Linked DNA regions of Gossypium arboreum: region 1 is linked to region 2. A link is a contact called in public Hi-C data. All regions are on one chromosome and are shown on one strand. The core of a region is the stretch at or near the end of the contact, and the rest is flanking DNA. Distances in the headings are between cores, read along the strand shown.

What was found. Hi-C and Micro-C count contacts between places; a contact is called where the count stands out from the background.
Region 1: a contact with region 2 is called in a Hi-C map of leaf, with 3 times the contacts expected there. The contact joins the promoter of LOC108464288 here to the enhancer-like site in region 2. A contact is called at or near these places in 2 of 5 Hi-C or Micro-C datasets (both in leaf).

What each region holds. Positions count from the first base shown.
Region 1 is chr13:110,445,454-110,449,747 of ASM2569848v2, reverse strand. LOC108464288 (kinesin-like protein KIN-12F) reads right to left here and starts at 2,013. Exons shown (of 16, transcript XM_017764502.2): 1 at 1,436-2,013; 2 at 1,282-1,344; 3 at 976-1,113; 4 at 787-870; 5 at 534-659; 6 at 369-428; 7 at 203-256; 8 at 11-103. The coding sequence starts at 1,720.
Region 2 is chr13:110,364,645-110,368,846 of ASM2569848v2, reverse strand. No RefSeq gene overlaps it. Among protein-coding and RNA genes, the nearest start is that of LOC128286718, 5.3 kb to the right of the region's middle. Within about 2 kb of position 2,561, at least 2 of the 2 cell types and tissues checked have an H3K27ac peak or open chromatin away from gene starts, as enhancers often do. A contact at or near this core is called in leaf, where this site is marked.

The DNA.
Region 1 (4,294 bases), core at 764-3,263, 81 kb before region 2:
GCCTGCCTACCTTAATCAAAACTTGAGTTACATCCTCATAGCTAGAAACATATTCTTCTGTCAAATTCTCAACGTACAATCCATTCTTTGGATCGTCCTTTATCTGGAAAGCGATGTCCAACAAACCAATTATGCACCAACCTGAAGCAATAAACCCTGGGAAGCTGTTTGAATGGGAAAATAAGTATAGGCAAACATTTACCTCAAGGTTCCTTTGAGTTGGATCGAGTAAATCCCCAATTTGCTCATTGTAAATCTGAAAATAAACGTACAGAAAGCATTACATTATGTCTAACAAAAGGTCCAGACATTGTTACAAGCATTCAGATTCAGGACGGCAAACTAGACTACTTCAATCCAGTATATACCTCAAGAAAGGAGCAACGACACTGATAATTTGTCTGTCTCCCATCAGAGTTCTCTTGTTCCTACAAAATTTAAACGTGTGAAGCAATGAACTACACTTCCAAACTCCAAAGTCCTAATACTCATTTTCTAATAAAATTCAGAATAAGGAAAACAGAAGAGCATACCCTTTGAATCTCAGAGAACAGCATTTGGAAGATACGAGGAACAATCCCCTGGTGGCTCGCAGGTGAAGGGTCCTCAACCATGGCGCTTGGTGGACCCCACATTGTATAAGTCTTTCCACTTCCAGTCTATTGACAAGTAATTTTGCATAAACCATGGTTACTTTATACACAACTCACCGTCAAATTTTATTGTTATGAATGCTCATCAAACAGATAAAGAGCTTAAAATATATTTATATATTCTAAAGAGTACCTGTCCATACGACAAAACTGAAGTGTTGTAACCAGCTAATGCATTTTTAACCAAAGGAACACCAATTAGTTGAAAGACATTCTCCTGGTAGCCACCAAAAAAATACAGTTTATTATGAGTCAACACACCCTTTTTTTCTAAAAAGGAAAAATATAAATGAAGATATAAAAATTGATTCTGCTGACTAACCTGACTGGAATTTGCATCAAGAACAGAATCGAATGTGAATTTGCGGCCACCGACTGATAAAGAATCTGAAGAAACCTTCGTCACTGTTCGATCCACTTCTTTTTCTTGACCATTTATGGGTCTAATTCTCACTACCACCTATTTGTTCACAAAAAAATATGAAAATTGAGTCAAACTTAAAAAGCAAGTTCGGTTTTCAACTTTGCTAAAGATTGAAAAAACCCAGAAGAAGTTCAAAACCTTGTTTAGAAATATGCTAAAAGCTTTAAAATTATGAGAACTGTGTTGCACTGAAATTGCGTTTACCTTGACGGATGGATCTAAATTCGTCAAATCTCCATTTTGTTCTTCGGATTCAACCATATCTTTCTGCTTAAATTCCAAACAATGGTTCAACATATATCATTTTTTTTTAAAATAATAATAAGAAGAAGGAAATACTGATGTTGTTTAACTATACCTTGACGGAAGAGTCCATAGAAAGCGGAATTTGGGGATGAGCGTCAGATGGGTTCACGAAGGAGTCAGAAGTAAGCGATTTGGAGAGTGGAGATTTGGGGGAAAACTGAGCAGAATTATTTATTTGAATAATGTTGGGATCTGGTGGAGGACTGTTTTCAGAGTTGGATTTCTTGATGCTTTTCTTAAGTTTTGATTTAGGAAGCAGATTTCGAAGCGAAGAAGTCGAAATGCTTCCCAAAAACCGGCCATTCTCGGCAACGGCGGCTTCTGCAGTTGATTTCATTGTTTTCACTCTCGTATTTTGGGAGTTTTCAGAAAAAAGAAGAAGGTATAGAGAAGAAGAAGAAGAAAGATTTGAGATCTCTGAGAAAGAGAGAGAGTGAGGGACGGCTTCGAATTTGAATTTAAATTTAAATTTGAATTTGTAGAGAAGCAGAAAGAGGGTGATGGGAAGTTTTTGTTTGTGAGAAGCGGATGGAGATGACCGTTGTGGTTTTCGAACTCTTAAATCTTTAGATCTAGCTGTGTGTTTTATTAGCTCCAAATGACCATAATATCCTTCATGGTCATACCCTTTGCTTTTCTCCTTAGGGTCGGTTGTAAAACGTTTTAAAGAAAATATCTTCTCCATATTTTTGTGTTTGGTTCAAATAAAACAATTTGATGAATAGAAAATAAACATTTTTCTTTTATTTTATTCAAAATTTAACTTATATCAAACTTAATATTATTATATTAATAATAAATTATTAAACATACATATTTAATTATTTATATTTAGTCATATAATAAATTATTAATATAATAATATAATTTATTATTTTAATAAACTATTTAATATTTTAATTTTATTTTAATAATAAATTTTTATTACAATTATAATATATTAATAATAAATGTTTTGTAGTATAAAGGTTAAATATATCATAAGTCTATATATTCTTCATAAATTTATAATTTAGTCTCTATAATTTTGTTTTTAAGAATTTAGTTCCTCTATTTTTCAAATTTGAAAATCAAGTCCAATTATTGACATTGTTAAATTTTTTTGTTAATTTTGTTAATGTCACATTTTTAAATAAAAATACTCACTTGATAGTCATACAACTAAAAATGACATTATAATGAATCTAAATTTAACAAAATATTTTTAATATATGCAAAAACAATGTAAAATATAAAATTTATAGATATAAAATAAATTCAATTAAATAATAAAAAGATGAAAATCCTATATGAATGTTTATTTCATTGAAAATAGCTTTTATAAAATATTTCTAAGAAATTTGTCAAACAACAAAAATATTTTATATAAATTCATCCAAAACACTAGAAAATATTAAATTTTTCAAAAAATAAATTATTTTTAAAAATTATTTTCAGAAGTAATTTTCAATAAAACAAATAAACCGTATTATCAAAAGAAAACCAAATGGGGTTCGGTTAAAAGTACTACAGGGTCCCTTAACTATATTTCAGATTGAATTTTAGTTCTTTTTATTGAAGAGAGTAAAATAATTCTTCCTTCAAATACTTATTTTGGTGTTTTGTGTTTAAGAGATAATAGTAATTTTAGTTCTTGATCTTTACATTTTTATTCAATTTGGTCTCTACTCTTTTTATTTAGAGAAAATTAACCTTCAAAATTTTCATTACTGACACGGTATTATAATTCCGAAAATTATGAAAAAAATCTCTTAAAATATACCCAAATTCATTAAAATACTTGTATAATTTTTTGAAATTTTTATGTTTTCATTTTTTTCATTTTGAAGAGTTTTCCATAATTTTGAAATAAAAATTTTTATTCATATATTCTTTTTTAATATTTTTAAATTATTTACTAATATGACATGTAAGATAAAATAGTATTACATCAACAATGAAAGGTTAAGAGCCAATTTGCTTCAAATAAAACAATAGGGGCCAAATTGAATAAAATTATAAAGGTTAAAACTAAATTGTACCTCATAAATACAACACGAAAACAAGCATTTTATGGGATAACTAACGAATGAACTATTTGCTCATTCATGTAACGTACGGAGACCAATTTACTTATTTTTCAATAGAAAAACTAAAATGCAATCCAAATATAATATAAGGATGGCTATGATACTTTCACCAATAATTTATATTTGGTATCACACTTATAATATGAATTCATTTGCTTAGAGTGTGTTATAAATGTTTTTATCATCGCTGATTGAGTTTTAGCTCAATTGGCATCGTATGGTTTCAAGTGCGTTGAAATGCATTATCCTCTTATTTAAGGGTTAAATATAATATAATATTAAATTTGATAATATTATCACTTAATTCGTATTTGGTAGCTCTAGAGGTTATATTAGAAAATAAAATTTAATAAAAGATAATATAATATTAAATGCAATAAAATAATTAATTTATTCTATATTAAGTGATAAGTAAGTCCCTCTATTTATCATTTTCTATACTTTTTGTTAATAAGTCCCTCTATTTATCATTTTCTATACTTTTTGTTAAAATTATTCTATCCAATAGTTATTATCATAGGTTATTAAACGTATTTAAAAATTAAGTTATTTAAAATATTAACTTTTAATTGATTGAATTTTTCAACACTATATCAAATGAATCTAACTTGAAATTTTATTTTACTTACGATTTTATTATCATGTAGAGAAATTATTGTCAATTTATTCACATTCAAAAACATGTCAAGCAATTTTCAAGGTAAAACATGTTTCATTTAGGATATAATGAAATGTTAAAAGAAATTAGAAGGTATAATCTCAAACTTTTTTATAGTGAGGGATCGAAATAGAATTCTATTTTTTAGGGCAAAACAGAAATTTTATCATTTTAATAATTAGAG
Region 2 (4,202 bases), core at 1,312-3,811:
AGAAATATATTTAAATTCTCCAAAATATTTAAAAATAAAAATAACTTAAAAATTTAGAAATTTACCATTGACTTTGACTATCGTTAATTAATGTTGACTGATCGTTTACTTGCATTAACTAATCATCAATTAAAAATTAATTTAAAAATTTTTAAATATTTAATTTTTTCACTTTAAAGTAATTGTTGATGTAATTATTTTTAAGTCCTTAGCTTTGACTAGTTGAATTTTCTTTTCTAGACACGATGCCAAGTAGTAGCCCGTGATTGGTCCACATGTCAACTTTTGTTAGGAATTAACATCGGAGTTCCAAAGTGTTAGATAGAAAAAAGTACGATTACTAAAATCAAAATTTTAAAAGTACAAGTATCACATTGACAATTTTTTATTAAAGTACAGGGATAAATATTGTCATTATCCCATAAATATAATATTAAAACAATTTATAAATAAAGTAATGTTAATAGTAGCTAACAAAAATGTAGAAAAGATGTTATAATAATACACGTTTGATTGCATCGGAATAAATTTTAATTATGTACCATATTTTCTATAATATACTAAGCGGAATACTTTAGATTTTATTAATTTAAGTGATAATTATTTTTAACATTAATATTATTGTATCTACTCTTTTAGATACAATGTTTAGAGCTATTCATAACCCTCCCCAATCTTGAACCTACATCCCTGACGACAACAATACCAATGTCAATCAATTAAAACTCAATCAACATATATTTAATTATTAAATTATGTATATTATAGTATTAAATAATAAAATTTTATAATCAATTAATAACATAAATGCAAAAGTAGTAATAAATAATTGGTTAAAATATGCCATAAGTTCATGTATATTTTGTAAATTTAGAATTTCGTCTCTATAATTTTATTTCTAGAAATTTAGTTCTCTACTTCTTAGATTTCAAAATTCAACTTTAACTATTAATCTTTGTTAAGATTATTTTGTAAAATACAAATTCAATGCAACGTTATTTTTTTAAATTACATTACTACCAAGTGTTTTAATTTATTTCAAAATGTCATACTAATAAATTTAACAAAAGAATTAACAGTGTTAATAATTGGACTTGAATTTTGAAATATAAAAGTAGAAGAGCTAAATTCTTATAAATAAAAGTATAGGGACTAAATTCCAAATTTGTGAAGTGTACATGGACATATAGCACATTTTAACATAAATAATTTTCTTTTGATAGAACCTAAATAATTTTTAGTACAAGTGAAAAATGTTATGCATCAAATAATAAATGGTATATAATATAAAATTTAATAATAAAATATAATTTTAAATTTTATAATTACAATTTTAAAATAAGTAAGTAAAATTAAACATTTATATAAATATCATAATCTTTAAAATACCTAATTGAGAATATATTTATGCGGTAGAAAAATTAAAATAGAACGATTACATAGTTAATTTTATTATATTATGTTTTAAATTTTATTATATATATTTATATGTTGAAATTAAATTTAAATTTTGTCTGCCATTCTCTAGCATGGGTTTTCATCCGTCCTCGTTGACATGCTTGTTTCTTTTCAATTTTTTTGCGGTTTTAGTTCGATTTTGTGTAGTTTTTTAGGGTCCAATGGAGGACGAGATGGCGGATCTTTGTCTCGTTAATGAGGAAGAAGTTGCCTTCTAGGAGGATCCTAAGGCGTCTGATCATGATCTTCAATTCCATCTCGTTGGAACTTGCCTAATGGACATTGTTGTCCACTTTCCATCTTCTTGAAACACAATGGTCGACCTCTGGCACCCAATTGGAAGAATTGCCATTACAGATTTGGGTGAAAAACGATATCCGTCTAAATTTTTTTATGCAGTTGATATGAAAAGGGTGTTAGATGGATTGTCGTGGTTTTTTTAAATAATAATCTTCTTCTGCTTCACAAAATACGACTAAATGATGATCCCTTAACAATCAATCTCAACCATGTTGTGTTTTGGATACAAATGCATAATTTGCCATCGGGTCTGAAGGCAGAAACAATGGCAAGGTGATTTGGATCTTTCTTGGGCGACTTTCTCGGGTATGATACCAAGATCCCATCTTTAGGGACACACTAGTATATGCGAATAAGGGCACGGTTGGATGTGAGATTAGCCCTTAAATGGAAAAAAAAAAGGTTCAATTGGGGGATAAAATGTACTATGCCATGTTTAAGAATGAAAAACTGAGTCTATTTTGTTTCATTTGTGGAAAGCTTGACCATGGGGAAAGTTTTTGTCCGATAAAAGTTTGTGTAGACTCAAATAAGATTGTTTTCGACTGGGATATCACACTAAGAACATCAACAAGGGGAGGGTTGACGAAGACTAACAGATGATTGTAGTAGCCGGATAGAACGAGTAGCCAGATTCCAAAAAAGGAAAGAGGTTTGACCATGCATAATTCAAGGGATTTCTTATGTTATATGGGTTCTTATTCTAATCAGGGATTTGTTGCCACTAATGTGGGGATGTTGTCTATAATTAATGTGGGTCCTAAAGATGGAATGGGGCCAAGCGATCCCGGAGATACTATTACTGGGCTCATGGATTTGGAGTCTAATGGAGAAAGTAGTCCCACTCATATTGATGACGTAAAAAAGCATCAAGGGACTTTGGTTAGCATTTCTGTGATTTTAGGAGATTCAATTGTGTCACATGGACAACATGATTTATCATTGGCTCTACTAGGCACGACAGTCGGGCATTATGAAAATTTTCAGCTAGAACGTTCGTGGACTGGGAAATCCACGGGCAATTCACCATCTTAGGAATCACCTGAGAGAAGTTCGTCCCTAGATTTTGTTTTTGATGGAAACAAAAATAAGTGCGAGGAAAATGAAAGGTGTTTGACGAAAATGTGGATTTCATAATAGTATGAAGTAGGTGTTGAGGGTTCGAAATGTAGGTTATGTCTAGGGTGGAAGTAACATGATATGGTCATTCTTTGAAGTTTTTCACATCACCATATCGACATTGAAATCCAAGAAGAATAGGATGAGTTGAGCTGGCAATTTATCGAGTTCTATGGAAATCTAGATGAATGATTGAAAGGATATTCTTGGGATTTGCTCTATCAGTTGGGTAGTGATCAAAGTCTCCCTTGGTTGATTGTTGGTGATTTCAACGAAATTGCTTTTTCTTTCGAGAAAAATGGAGATCGTATACGGGTAGAGAAAAATATGTTAGCTATTCTTTTGGCATTATCCGATTGGAATCTTAATGACCTGGTTTTTTTGAAAGGTGGTATACTTGGAAAAGAGGCATATTTGCAGAAACAAATATATGTGAGACCGAGCAAAGGTTGCTAATTAGGCATGGTGGGAACAGTTCTCTGCATTTTCTGTAGCTTACTTATGTCACTCAATTTCTGATCATTGTCCTTTTTTGGTAAATACAAGGGGACAGAATCATTCACATCATGGGAATAATAAAAGGCAGTTTTGATTTAATGTGAATTGGTGCTTAGAAGATGACAACGAGAAAGTAATTAGGAATTATTGGGAGTCTATTTCGGAGAAACTACCTACAAAACTTGAAGGTTGGGCAAACAACTAATTGTTTGGAATTCAATAATAAAGAGAAATCGAAAAGCACATAAGCCAAAGCTAGTTGATAGAATGAAGGAACTACATAAGGTAGAACCGACTAATAATAATCTTGCTAAATTTTACCGAAATCCAGTTAAGCTTGAATCTAAAGACAGACAAGGAGAAAATATTTTGGGAACAAAGGGCTCGAACCAATTGGCTCTCTCATGGAGATCGCAATACTACTTTCTTTCACAAAGTGGACATAGGGAGGAAAAAAATAAAAAATAATTAAAGGGCTTGAGAATGAAAATGGAAGATGGCTATCTGATCATGATGGTGTTCTAAAAATAGTATCTGGGGTATTTCAATAAGCTATTCACGACATCCGAAGAGGGAGAGACTTTACGTATATTTGAAAAATGTATAATGTAGGATATCAGATGAAATGCATGAACAACTGTTACAACCATTTTCTAAAGAGGAGGTCTGGAATGCAGTCAAGACTATGGGGCCATTAAAGGCTCTCGGGATTGACAGATTTCCATCTTTGTTTTTCAAAGATATTAGTACATCTTATGACTAGAGGTTACTTCTTATTGTCTTAATGTGCTTCGAGGTGATGTTGTAGTTGAGGATATTAATGCCAC